4 separate regions of the Mus musculus genome follow, and regions 1, 2 and 4 are each linked to region 3. A link is a contact called in public HiChIP or PLAC-seq and promoter capture Hi-C data. All regions are on one chromosome and are shown on one strand. Each heading gives the region's core, a stretch centred on a gene start, on an enhancer-like site or on the middle of the called end of the contact. The rest is flanking DNA. Distances are from core to core; before and after follow the strand shown. Region 1 holds the start of 4933427D14Rik (RIKEN cDNA 4933427D14 gene). Region 2 holds the start of Tekt1 (tektin 1). Region 3 holds the start of P2rx5 (purinergic receptor P2X, ligand-gated ion channel, 5). Region 4 holds the start of Spns2 (spinster homolog 2).

What was found. Promoter capture Hi-C pulls out the DNA fragments that hold promoters and counts their contacts. HiChIP or PLAC-seq counts read pairs in DNA pulled down with a chosen protein or histone mark.
Region 1: an H3K4me3 HiChIP or PLAC-seq map of bone marrow-derived macrophages shows a contact between it and region 3, with 5 times the contacts expected there. The contact joins the promoter of 4933427D14Rik here to the promoter of P2rx5 in region 3. A contact is called at or near these places in 3 of 39 promoter capture datasets (liver, pre-B cells and stem cell-derived epiblast-like cells), 3 of 115 datasets of contacts at active chromatin or transcription factors (bone marrow-derived macrophages, double positive thymocytes and embryonic stem cells) and 1 of 9 other capture datasets (adipose tissue).
Region 2: an H3K4me3 HiChIP or PLAC-seq map of bone marrow-derived macrophages shows a contact between it and region 3, with 6 times the contacts expected there. The contact joins the promoter of Tekt1 here to the promoter of P2rx5 in region 3. A contact is called at or near these places in 2 of 115 datasets of contacts at active chromatin or transcription factors (bone marrow-derived macrophages and kidney).
Region 4: a promoter capture Hi-C map of liver shows a contact between it and region 3, with 2.1 times the contacts expected there. The contact joins the promoter of Spns2 here to the promoter of P2rx5 in region 3. A contact is called at or near these places in 1 of 39 promoter capture datasets (liver) and 1 of 115 datasets of contacts at active chromatin or transcription factors (bone marrow-derived macrophages).

What each region holds. Positions count from the first base shown.
Region 1 is chr11:72,206,075-72,208,774 of GRCm38.p6, reverse strand. It overlaps 4933427D14Rik (RIKEN cDNA 4933427D14 gene), which reads left to right and starts at 1,293. Exons shown (of 19, transcript NM_001361564.1): 1 at 1,293-1,579. It overlaps Txndc17 (thioredoxin domain containing 17), which reads right to left and starts at 1,221. Exons shown (of 4, transcript NM_026559.3): 1 at 1,007-1,221; 2 at 441-522; 3 at 1-45. The coding sequence starts at 1,151.
Region 2 is chr11:72,360,440-72,363,139 of GRCm38.p6, reverse strand. Tekt1 (tektin 1) reads left to right here and starts at 1,258. Exons shown (of 8, transcript NM_011569.3): 1 at 1,258-1,347. It overlaps Gm34317 (a long non-coding RNA gene), which reads right to left and starts at 1,226. Exons shown (of 7, transcript XR_003949575.1): 1 at 1,149-1,226.
Region 3 is chr11:73,158,990-73,161,689 of GRCm38.p6, reverse strand. It overlaps P2rx5 (purinergic receptor P2X, ligand-gated ion channel, 5), which reads right to left and starts at 1,302. Exons shown (of 13, transcript NM_033321.4): 1 at 957-1,302. The coding sequence starts at 1,093. It overlaps Gm35001 (a long non-coding RNA gene), which reads left to right and starts at 1,480. Exons shown (of 3, transcript XR_388840.2): 1 at 1,480-1,578; 2 at 2,170-2,229.
Region 4 is chr11:72,488,588-72,491,287 of GRCm38.p6, reverse strand. It overlaps Spns2 (spinster homolog 2), which reads left to right and starts at 1,368. Exons shown (of 13, transcript NM_153060.3): 1 at 1,368-1,862. The coding sequence starts at 1,493.

The sequences.
Region 1 (2,700 bases), core at 44-2,543, 950 kb after region 3:
GTTATTTTCAGTTTTTGTCTGAAGTCATTATTTGGGTCTTTCCAGCTGTTCCAAAATGAAACAGATAATGAAAAATACTACTTGGTTCATTACAGTTTACTCAACAGTTGACTTATATATAATATACTTGTAACCACTGCTTTTGTTAACCTTTAAACATTTTGAGAACTGTAACTTATGTGTCACTTTCTGCAAAGTTTAAAGTGTGGCTAAGATAAAACAAATGTAAAGTCAATAGAGTTCTGAACTTATTCCAGACCCAATTCATTAATGATGATATGTGGTTGAACATAAACTGTAAATATGAATTCAGTAATTCTAATTGTTTAGCTTATCAGACAATACCTAAAACACAGAGCCTGACCAATTATCTGAGGTCCTTTTTACCCAGCTTTTTAATAATATAGTCCATGTCTGGAGATACGGTATACATGACTTACTAAGGTTTGTCTCCTACTTGGCAGTAGATGAACACACAGTCTTCGGTAACATGCTTCAGCCCCTCTCGAATGACTGGCTCAGCTTTTTAAAAGAGTTAAAAAGTAATTACACATCAACTGCGATAGCCCACGCCCTCCCGTCCCCAGTCTTAGACTTTAACCGGTTGTAAGATAGGATGTTAAAGTCGCGTGTCCTCTGGACTCGTGAATCACTTAAGTCCTAGTCCTGATTGTCTTTAAGACACAATCAGAAAACTCAGCATACATATATGATGACGGAAAGATCAACTCCTGAGTCTGGTCTTTTTTTTTTTTATGAGACACTAATCGTTTGGGGAACTGAGAATTTTAAAGAACCTGGTTCCAAGATCCGAATCCATGATAAAAATGAGGGTCATCCTTGGGTGGGGCAGTAAGGGCCTAACGAGAGACGGGGTACAGCTCAGGCGCTTCTGCGGGTCTGCAGGACCAAGATCCTCATCTCATCCCACTTTCTGACTTCAGCAGGGGCCTTCTTCCTAGCACTGCTGTGGCGCAGCAACCCCCAGTCCTGGTCCCAGCCTCACCTTCCACGCAGTCCGGACACCAGCTCTTCCCTTCGGTATCCTTAGAACCGCTGAAGTAGGCGAAAATGGTCTTGCCCTCATGCTCCTTCACTGCCTTGTCGAACTCCTCGAAGCCCAGCACGCTCACCTCCTCGAAGGTGGCCATGGGTACAACAGTGCGGAGAGGAGCACGGGAGGAGCCCTAGGGTCCTGCGCCCCCAAGGCGGGGCCCAAGTAAGGCGTGGACAAGGTTCCGGGTGGGCGGGGCCGCCGCAGCAGAGTGGTGCTACGGGAGCCTTGAATAGCCATAACTCCTTAGGGCCGTCCTTTTGGTCTGCTGGAGTTTCTTTTTGGCGCCAGTTTCCCTCAGACAACTAGACGCCTGACCTGGTCTGGTCCCCACCCTGGCTTCATGGACAGTGACGGCAAAGCCCGTCGCGGTACAACACCTTGATCCTCAAATGGCTCAGGAAGATCAACGGCTCCCAAACAGCCGCGCGCCTGTTGCCATGACGACTGGGCGAGAGGCCGGAAGCGAGGCCTAGCGTGGGGTCGCCTTACGATCTCTTGGTGGCCGCGCCGCGCCCAAACCAGGTGGGCTTGGGCCGGAGCTGGGGGAATTCTGGGAAACTGCATTAGACAGAGAGACAGTGAGAGACCTCGCCCCAGGCTTGCCTTGCAGCTCCGCCCCTCCTATTACCTTTCTATTTGTCAGACTTTAGGGGGGCCGGGGCCGGGGGCGGCGTCCGGGATCGGGCGGGGGTTTGGAGAGAGCTGGGAGGCAGAAAGGCAGCGAGGACTGGATCCGAGTGTTGTGAGTGCGTGTGCGGGGGAACAGATGCAAAGAGAGCGTGTCTGAGGTTGCATTGGGGAAAGGAATTGTCCAGGAGCTGCGACGCCGGCACGGGGGCCCTTGCCCGGGCTACGCAGGTGTACACTGGCAGCGAAGATGCCGGCTCATTGCATGAGGGCCCGCAGGTTGCGTCGGGGTGTTCGGCCTCTGTGGGCGAGGAGGTGGGGTGCAGGGTTATCCCGAGGCTATGGAGTAAGGCGCCGGGTGAGATCTTCAGTGCGGCGGATGCTCTGTGCAAACATAGGGTGGCTACAGAATGGTCAGCAGCCTTTAGAGAAGAGGACTGCGGAGCCCGCAGTCCCCGCTAGGGTGAACAGGGCCTTTGGGATACCTGGGACTGCAGGCTCGGTTGAGGCAGCAATGGACCCCAGGACAGTGTGGGTGAACGGGACTGTGGGCGAGCCCGAGGTGGTTGGGCCTGCTGGGTCTGTGTGGGTGACTGTATCTGGGGAGGAGGAGCTAGACAATAGGAGCTCTCCAAGCTGTGAGAGAAAAGGTCGTCCAGGAACACTTGGCCATGAGAGCATCCTGGAACTGTGGTTGAAGGTGCAGGCTATGAGGGTAGCGTCGGGATGCTGGGAAGGAAGCAGAGTGGAGCTCCATCCCGTTCCCGTGGGAGAGGGGCCGATCGAGAAGGGTATTCCTGGGCGAGCTTCCTGGGTAGAGACCAGCCGAGGTGGTGTCACCGGACCCTGGGTGAGAGGCAATACTAGGACATTCCCCCAGGCCTCAGGACTGCCCACAGCTAGGGGAATAGGGGCCGGTTGTGAGAGAGTCTCTATCCTTTGTAGGCAGGGACAAGCTGGGAAGACACCACCTCCTGTGGGTGGACCTGAGGTAGTAGAGAAGATAGACTGTGTTT
Region 2 (2,700 bases), core at 9-2,508, 800 kb after region 3:
AGCTCTTGGAGGCAGAGGCAGGTGGATTTCTGAGTTCCAGGCCAGGCTGGTCTACAAAGTGAGTTCCAGGACAGCCAGAGCTACACAGAGAAACCCTGTCTTGAAAAAAAGCAATATATATATATATACATACATGAATGAAAGGTGAGTGTTAATTTCCAATATGTCTTTCAGATTTGAATCCTCAGCTTAAGGGTCTTTTTCTGGCATGCTGAGATGCCAGGGATAAGCAGATACACCCAGCTCATCGCTGCTTTTTCTTCCTTCCTTCCTTCCTTCCTTCCTTCCTTCCCTCATTTCTTTCTCTTTCTTTTAAAGATTTGTTTATGTATTTATTTTATGACTAGGAGTGCTCTGTTTTCTGTTTTCATGCACACCAGAAGGTATGCACTGGATCTCATTGCAGATGGTTGTGAGCCACCATGTGGGTGCTTGGCATTGAACTCGGGACCTCTGGAAGAGCAGTCAGTCCTCTTAACCGCTGAGCCATCTCTCCAGCCCTTCATCAGTGCCTTCACATTGTTATAAATTTTATGCCTTTGTTTCATCGTGTTCACCTTTATGATTGCTTTTTCTGCCACACAGACAGCGCCAATTTCCCATTTCCAGTAGTAATGCAAAGGGTTTTTTTGTTTTGTTTTGTTTTTGTTTTTTTGTTTTTTAAATAAACGTGCTGCCTGTAAAACGAACGTTTGAAGATGGTGTATGGCTATGTTAAACTCATGGCCGTGGCACCGAGTGGCTGGCGTCCTGAAAGCCTAATTTTAACTCAATCCACAACAGTTTGAAGATCACGTAGCAGTGCGATCTTAACCGAGAAAAAGCTCAGTGCTTGGTGAGTTTTACGCCTTGGGAGAAGATACCTGGCCGAAAACCCATTCTTGCCTACCCCTGTCTGGAGCTACCCATGCACCCTGTGTGTCGCTAGGTTTGCAGGTCCTTTGCTCCAGGTTTGGAGCAACGACCACGTGGAACGCAGTGTGTGTATCTCTGTGGTCCCGGGTCATCTACGGCTCAGGACAGCGCCAAGACCGACCCGCTGTGCATCTATGGAGTCAGAGACTCGGGGAACGGGAACCCCGAGTGACCCAATCTCCTGCCCCGTGTTTTGACGTTTTCTCAGCAGGATCAGACTTCGGACCACCTACTTTCTTTGTCTTGTTTGCTCGGGTTACCCTTTAGCACCACTCTCACATTCGCGCTTGCGCAGTCTTCTAACTAGGGCAACGTTGCGTCCGTCCGGTTGCCATAGAGACCGCAGTTTTCTCGGCTGGTTCTCTCAGAACCAGGAGCTCTGGTTGGGGTCAGGAGTGCCCTACAGAAGCTTGTGTTCTTTAATGAACTAAGGTAAGTGAGCCCCGATCCACCTCACCTACCCCTTCTCCCTACCCACGCGGTGTGTCTTTTGTATCAGCGGTTAGCACTGATATCGGTCCCCTCTTCGAGACTATTCACACTTGTTCAAAGTTATATCTCAGAGAGCCACGCTGAGACAGACTCGGGAGAGACCATAGGAGGGGACTGAACTGGAGAGCTCAGGAGTGTCTGAGGGGGTTACATGGGGCCTGATGCTTAGCCTAGTCAAGATCTGAATCCATCCTTGGTTGTGACGGCTTCAGAGGCCCCTAGGGTAAATACTAGGGTTATAGAGTCCAGAGCGGGAGGCTTTCAGAGTTCAGCTTTGCCTATGGAAGACAGATGTGATGTCGTTCAGAGCCAGGGGATCATATTTTTTTTCCCCCGCAACTGTCTCCAGAGGCTGCCTTACCCCCTGTTCCTTGTCTTTATCCTGTAGTCACAATGCCCAGATGTTGGCTTACAGACGTCACATCTGTTCATTTCTTATACAACATGTCTGGGTTCATGTATTTGAAAGAATACTGCTTGTCTTAGGGTTTCTATTGCTGTGACAAAACAACATGATCAAAAAGCAAGTTGGAGAGGAAAGGGCATATTTGTCTTACATGTTCATATTGCTTGTTTATCATTGAAGGAAGTCAGGATAGGAACTCAAAACAGGGCAAGAATCTAGAGGCAGGAGCTAATGCAGAGGGCATGAAGGGCATGCTAACTGGTTTGTTCATCATGGCTCGCTCAGCCTGCCTGCCTTCCTTCCTTCCTTCCTTCCTTCCTTCCTTCCTTCCTTCCCTTCTTTCTCTTTTTTCTTTCTTTCCTTCCTTTCTTCCTTGTCTTTTCTTCCTTTCTTTCTTTTCTTCCTTTCTTTCTTTCCTTCCTTCCTTCCTTCCTTCCTTCCTTCCTTCCTTCCTTCCTTCCTTCCTTGTCTTTCGTTCTCTCTCCCTCTCTCCCTCTCTCCCTCTCTCCCTCTCTCCCTCTCTCCCTCCCTCCCTCCCTCCCTCCCTCCCTCCCTCCCTCCCTCCCTCTCTCTCCTTTTTTCTTCTCCAAGGCAGGGTGTCTTTGTGTAGCCCTGGCTTTCCTGGAACTCACTCTGTAGATTAGGCTGGTCTCAAATTTTCAGAGATCCACTTGCCTCTGCCTTCCTAGTTCTGGGATTAAAGGCACCACCACTGCCCAGCTCAATCTGCTTTCTTGCAGAACCCAGGACCATCAGCTCAGGCTTAGCATCACCCACAAAGGCCTGGGCCCTCCCCATACATCACTAATAAAGAAAATGTCACACAGCCAGATTCATGGAGTCATTTTCTCAAGTGAGGTTCCCTCTTGCCAGATAACTCTAGCTTG
Region 3 (2,700 bases), core at 53-2,552:
TGTTGAAGGAAAACTGGGTGGCCAAGGAACAGCAGTCCAAAGGCCCTGAGGTAGGATACTGCCAAGTGCCTTGGAGCTAAAATTCAGGAAACACTAAGAACACAGCCATTACCCACACTCTGTGCCATTATCACAGCACTCCAGAGGTAAAGGAAGGAGGATATCTGAGTTTGAGGTCAGCCTGCTCTACTGACCAGTTCCAGGATAACCAGGGCTGCACAGAGAAACCCTGCCTGGGAGAGGGGCAGGAGAAGCCATTAGAAAGCAGCAAGGCTAGGCCAGGACTGCCCCCCACCCCCACCCAGGAGCATAATTGCACATCATTTAATGAGGAAAGGAAAGTGAATCGCAGCTGTCCACCGTGGCTGCCTTCCTCTTTTCACCTGTGCCCTCTTTTCTTCCTAGGAGCAAGGGAGACCTCTGACCAAGCTGTTAAATCCCCATCAAACTGCCCGTGGGCTGGTAGGCTTATAGCCTGCTAGATGAGATGGCAATAAGGGAAAACAGTAGAGCATCTGGACGCTGGAATGGCTGCCCCCCTGATTCCCGTGAGCTAACCCTGAGTTCCAGAACATGCCAATCCCATGAGTTGGCCCAACCAAGAGTAAGCCAGTAATGCTCAATGCTTATAAATAACCTGCTGGGTGCCTGGGCCAGCTGTCAAGCTGGACACAGGGAGGCCTCTGGGGGGCAGCTGAAGCCCAGTGTCCTGGCATCCCTGCCTCCTGGTCATGGCTGTAACACTGGAAGCTCCAGTACTGGGAGAAGGAGCTCCTACAGACAGCTTCCAACCAAGGTATCCAGTTGCCGCCGCCCACGTTTAACAAGTCAGTGTCCCCTTTTTACTTTCCCATCCTTACATCCACGGGCTTTAAGGCTGACTCCCCCAAGGCCCCTGTGTCTACACCTTCCCTGCCCCATGTACCCTTGTTTCAAAAAAGTGCCCAAGAACTCACATGAGTAAGTACAACAGGATGGTGAGCTGCAGCACCCGGTAGAGCAGCCCCACCTTCTTGCTCTTGGCGACCACGAACTTTGCTGTCTTGTAGTCGAACAGAGACAACACGAACCCCTTCCAGGCCGCCTGGCCCATGCCTCCAGCTCACTTTGGCCACCGCCGCCGCCTCCCGCTGCCCGGCAGCCAACCGAGCACTCTGTGTGCGCTGCCGCAGTCCCGGGGCGCGCGGCTCCAAAGGGCATGAGCTGGAGAGCAGACGCGCAGACCCGGGCGCGAGCACAGCGCGGCCAGGAGGATCCTGCTGCCGCGGAGAGCCTGACTGCGGCGAGCGCCCAGCCTGGGATGAGGCCGCCTCCGCTGACACGGTGACACCACCGGGCTGTGCCTCCAGCCACTGGCTGTGTGCGGAGGCGAGGAAGAAGGGGAAGGTGCTTTCCAAGGCGTCTCGCCCGCCCCTACCTCCTCCCACGGGACTCGCTCGAAAGGAACCCCGTGGGGAAATAGAGGCAGAATCCGGAAGGGACCCACAGTGCAGGAAGTAAAGGAGGAGGGATAGACAGTAATGACTGTTTTCCCTGTTGTCCTGGCCTCGCTACTCATGCTGTCAGGCAGATGTATAGGTAGGTCCCTGGCTGCCTGTGTGTGCTGTAATCAAGGGGCTTTTCCACCGCTTCTATGGCTGCGGATTTAAACCCTACAAATTTCTAGGGTCAGGGATCAGAGGTCCTAGTCAGGTACTGCGGGGTAGGGAGAGCTAGGCTAGGGCACCAAGGCGTGGGATCCTAACATATGTCTAGAGTATGAATAGTTCCCAAAGAAAAGGAGCCCAATGCCATCGTCTGGGTCTGATCCAACATAGGAGGGAGAAGAGATACCTGGAGCTGCGCTTTGGAACTTGTTATGGGCTGCCGTAGGTTGTCTGTGGTGAGGAACTGTAGGATGAGAGAGGATGTAGGATCCCATTCCTGTGGTATGGGTCGGGTCGTCTATACGCAGTGAGAGGCTGTGTGGTGAGCAGTTACAGGGCTCTATATATGTATACTGATGGGCTATATGTGGTGAGGGGCTGTGTGGTGATCGGCTGTGTTTGTACTGAGGGGTTGGGTGTGGTGAGAGTCCATGTGCCAGGGACTGCGGGGTGAGGAGCCATGCACACTAACTTTCTGCATCACACCACCTCTGCTCCCGACCCTGGCCCTCTTGCCCAATAGGAAGTTCACTCTCTGAAACGACAGACTCCAGAAGTTGGAAGAAACGCTTAAGTCCTCCAGGTATAATCTTCTACAAAAAAATAGAAGTTTCAGGAAACAGGTCCCCAGTTTTGCAACACGAAGGAATGACTGTTTTGGTTTGTTTGGCTGTTTGTTTGGTTTGGTTTGTTTATTTTAAATAAAGGCAAATTCCTGGGCTTTGCCCTTGGATTTCCCATTCATTCTAGGAAAGGGCATAGAGTTCTGCATTCTGTTCCTAAAGTGTCATTTGGAAACAATGTGTTGTTATAACTTTTCAAACTCAACCTAACCAGTTCCTCAAAAAGGCTTATTTTCATACATCCTACCCCCACTCCAATCACCTCTGCCCAGCACTTTTTTTTTTTTAATATGGGGTTTCTCTGTGTAACCTTGGCTGTCCTGGAACTCGCTCTATAGAGCAGGCTGTCCTAGAACTCAGAAATCCGCCTGCTTTTACCTCCCAAGTGCTGGGATCAAAGGCGTGCTTCACTCTGCCAGGCTATCTGCAGA
Region 4 (2,700 bases), core at 119-2,618, 670 kb after region 3:
AGCAGCCTGCACTAGCAAGATGATTTCAGGGCCCTGGCTTCGTACCAACCAGACCATTGACTAGTTGTCTGTTTATGACGGGTCACCTTGGTGACCTGAAGTCTGTCTGTGAAACAGACAGAAACCACTGGATATCTGAGGGGCTGAATTAAGTCTCCCCTGACTCTCTCATTTGAACCAAGGGTTTGGCACATACTAGGGAGAACATGCTATACTGGGTTTTAACTTCTTTCTTTCCTTTTACATATTTATTTATTTAGAGACGTGTTGGCCTGGACTCGCTGGCCTGGAACCTCGGAGTTTCACCTGCCTCTGCCTCCCAAATGATGGACTTACAAGAGAAGACTGTTCTTTACACAGAAGCTACCTAGCCATTCTCCAGAACTGACAACCCCCCCCCCCCCAACGTGCTCAACTACCTGGACTATATTCCCCCAATAGAAACAAAGACCCAGAAAGATAGAGGTTTCGTCCAATGTTAAGCCACACGCAAGAGCAGATATAGGCTAGGATCCAGCTTTCCAACTTTCACTAAGGGTTTTGGGGAGATGGTACCCCCCTCAAAGGCTTTTTCTGCTCCATCCCCTCTCCTTCTCGTTTGTCTGAGATTGGATCTCTCCTGACTCAGCCTCCCAAACGCTGGGGTTACAGGTGTAGGACACCCTGCCTGGCATTGAGGAGGCCCTCCTGGTTCTTTTGGGCTCTAATCCGAGCCCTGGTTCTCACAAGCTCCACTCTATGGGGGGTAGAGATATGGTCAGAGTGAGCCCAGGTCATAGCATGGAGGTGCTTCTCTATAGAGGAGAGCAATGGACCTTCATGAGGTCTGTGTCCTGGGTCCACCAATCATGTTTCTTAGGCAGCGCTGCCTAAACAGACTGAATTAAGGTGAGTAACTGTTGGAGTCAGCTCTACAACAGGTTCCCCAGTTTTGACCATCTGAGACTTTTTTTTTTTAATGCGTAGCTTAAGCCATGGGCCTTCCTCGGCCTCAGCCAGGGGTCCTCTCCCATCGCAGGGGCAGGGTGGAAGTTGAGTAGGGTCTGGGGTACCCTTCTTCCCTCACCTAAATCCTAATCGGTGCTGCAGCTCCCCGCAATCGCTTCCTGATCCCCGAGGGTTCCGTGGCCGCAGCGCTACTGCGTGACTTGCGCCCCCGTCAGGCGGGTGGGGCTGTGCGGCCAGGCGCCCCCGCACCCCCCGGGGCAGCACGTGCGGGGCGGGGCTGTGGCTTGAGCCCGGAGGTGATTGGGCACACGAGCTTGGTGGGCGGGGCCGGCCGCAGCTGTCAGAGCCGCCGGGGCCGCGCGTCTCACTGACTGAACAGTAGCAGCGGCGCAGCCAGGGCTGGAGCCCGAGCGCAGAAGCGGACGGGCCGGGCCGGGATGGTGCAGCGGCGGCTCCGCGGCGCGCGCACGCACTGAGCGGGCCCGGGCTGGGCCTCGCGTCCCCCGAGCCCCCCGCGCCCCCCGCCGCCCCGGCCCGGGCCGGCATGATGTGCCTGGAATGCGCCTCGGCGGCGGCGGGCGGCGCGGAGGAGGAGGAGGCGGACGCCGAGCGGCGGCGCCGGCGCCGGGGGGCGCAGCCAGGGGCTGGAGGTAGCGCTTGCTGCGGGGCGCGGGGTGTTGGGGGCGCTGGAGTCGTGTCCGCCGACGAAGAGGTGCAGACGTTGTCCGGCAGCGTGAGGCGGGTCCCGTCCGGACTCCCCAGCATCCCCAGCACCCCTGGCTGCGCAGCAGCTGCCAAGGGCCCCAGCGCGCCGCAGCCCAAACCGGCCAGCTTAGGCCGAGGGCGGGGGGCAGCTGCTGCCATCCTGAGTTTAGGCAACGTGCTCAACTACCTGGACAGGTACACTGTGGCAGGTGAGCAAATGCCCCATCTAGCCCGAGGACCAGGGCCCTTCCATCCCAGATGCCCTAGGGAGCTTTTGGTTGCCAGCTCCCTAGATCCAAGCCCTCTGGAGAGTCCCTAAGGACCCTCTGTTCAAGCGATGCTTTGGCGTTCCATGGGTCCAATCCAAAGCACCCCACGCTCCCCGTGTTAGGGATTGGTGGAGTTTCCACCCCTGGAGCAGCTTGTGAGCCTTCGCCAAGCCCTTGACGGCTCATCCGTTGTCCTCCCAGAGTCTCCTCTGCGTCTCTCTTGCCTTATCGCCTGTGCGCCCCCTTCCTCCACAGCCGCAGGTTCCCCGGCCTCTCCTCCTTTTCCCTTAGTCCAGGCCGTCTGTGCTTGCACGGCCCGTCTGTTCCTTCTTTCCTCGGTCTCAGCCACCCCCCTGCATGCGTGCGGCCAGTGTGTGCGCCTCTTGCGGGTGTGCGCCAGGCAGCCGGAGTGTGCGCGCGCGTGGCAGCGCGGATATGTGTGTGTGAGCTTGTAAGCGCGTGGCTGACAAAGGCTCGGGCCTGCGGGGAGCCGAGGGAGGGGCGGGGCGGGTCCGTGCCGCCTGGGGACCCAGGATGCGGTTTGCAGCTGGCCCTGGCTTGAGGCCTGGAGACGCCTCCTTCTGCTCCATGGCGCTTGGAGCCTGGAGCAGGGCATAGGCCTGGGGGCGGGGGCTGGGGGGGTTGGTCTAAAGAGAGGCAGCCTCATGCTCCTTGAGCATCTCTGCGACTCAACCCCAGGTTTGAGACTGAAATGGATACAACTGGGTTTCTATCCTGAATGTGCTTAATGTGTGTGTGACCTTGGGCCAGTTTCAGC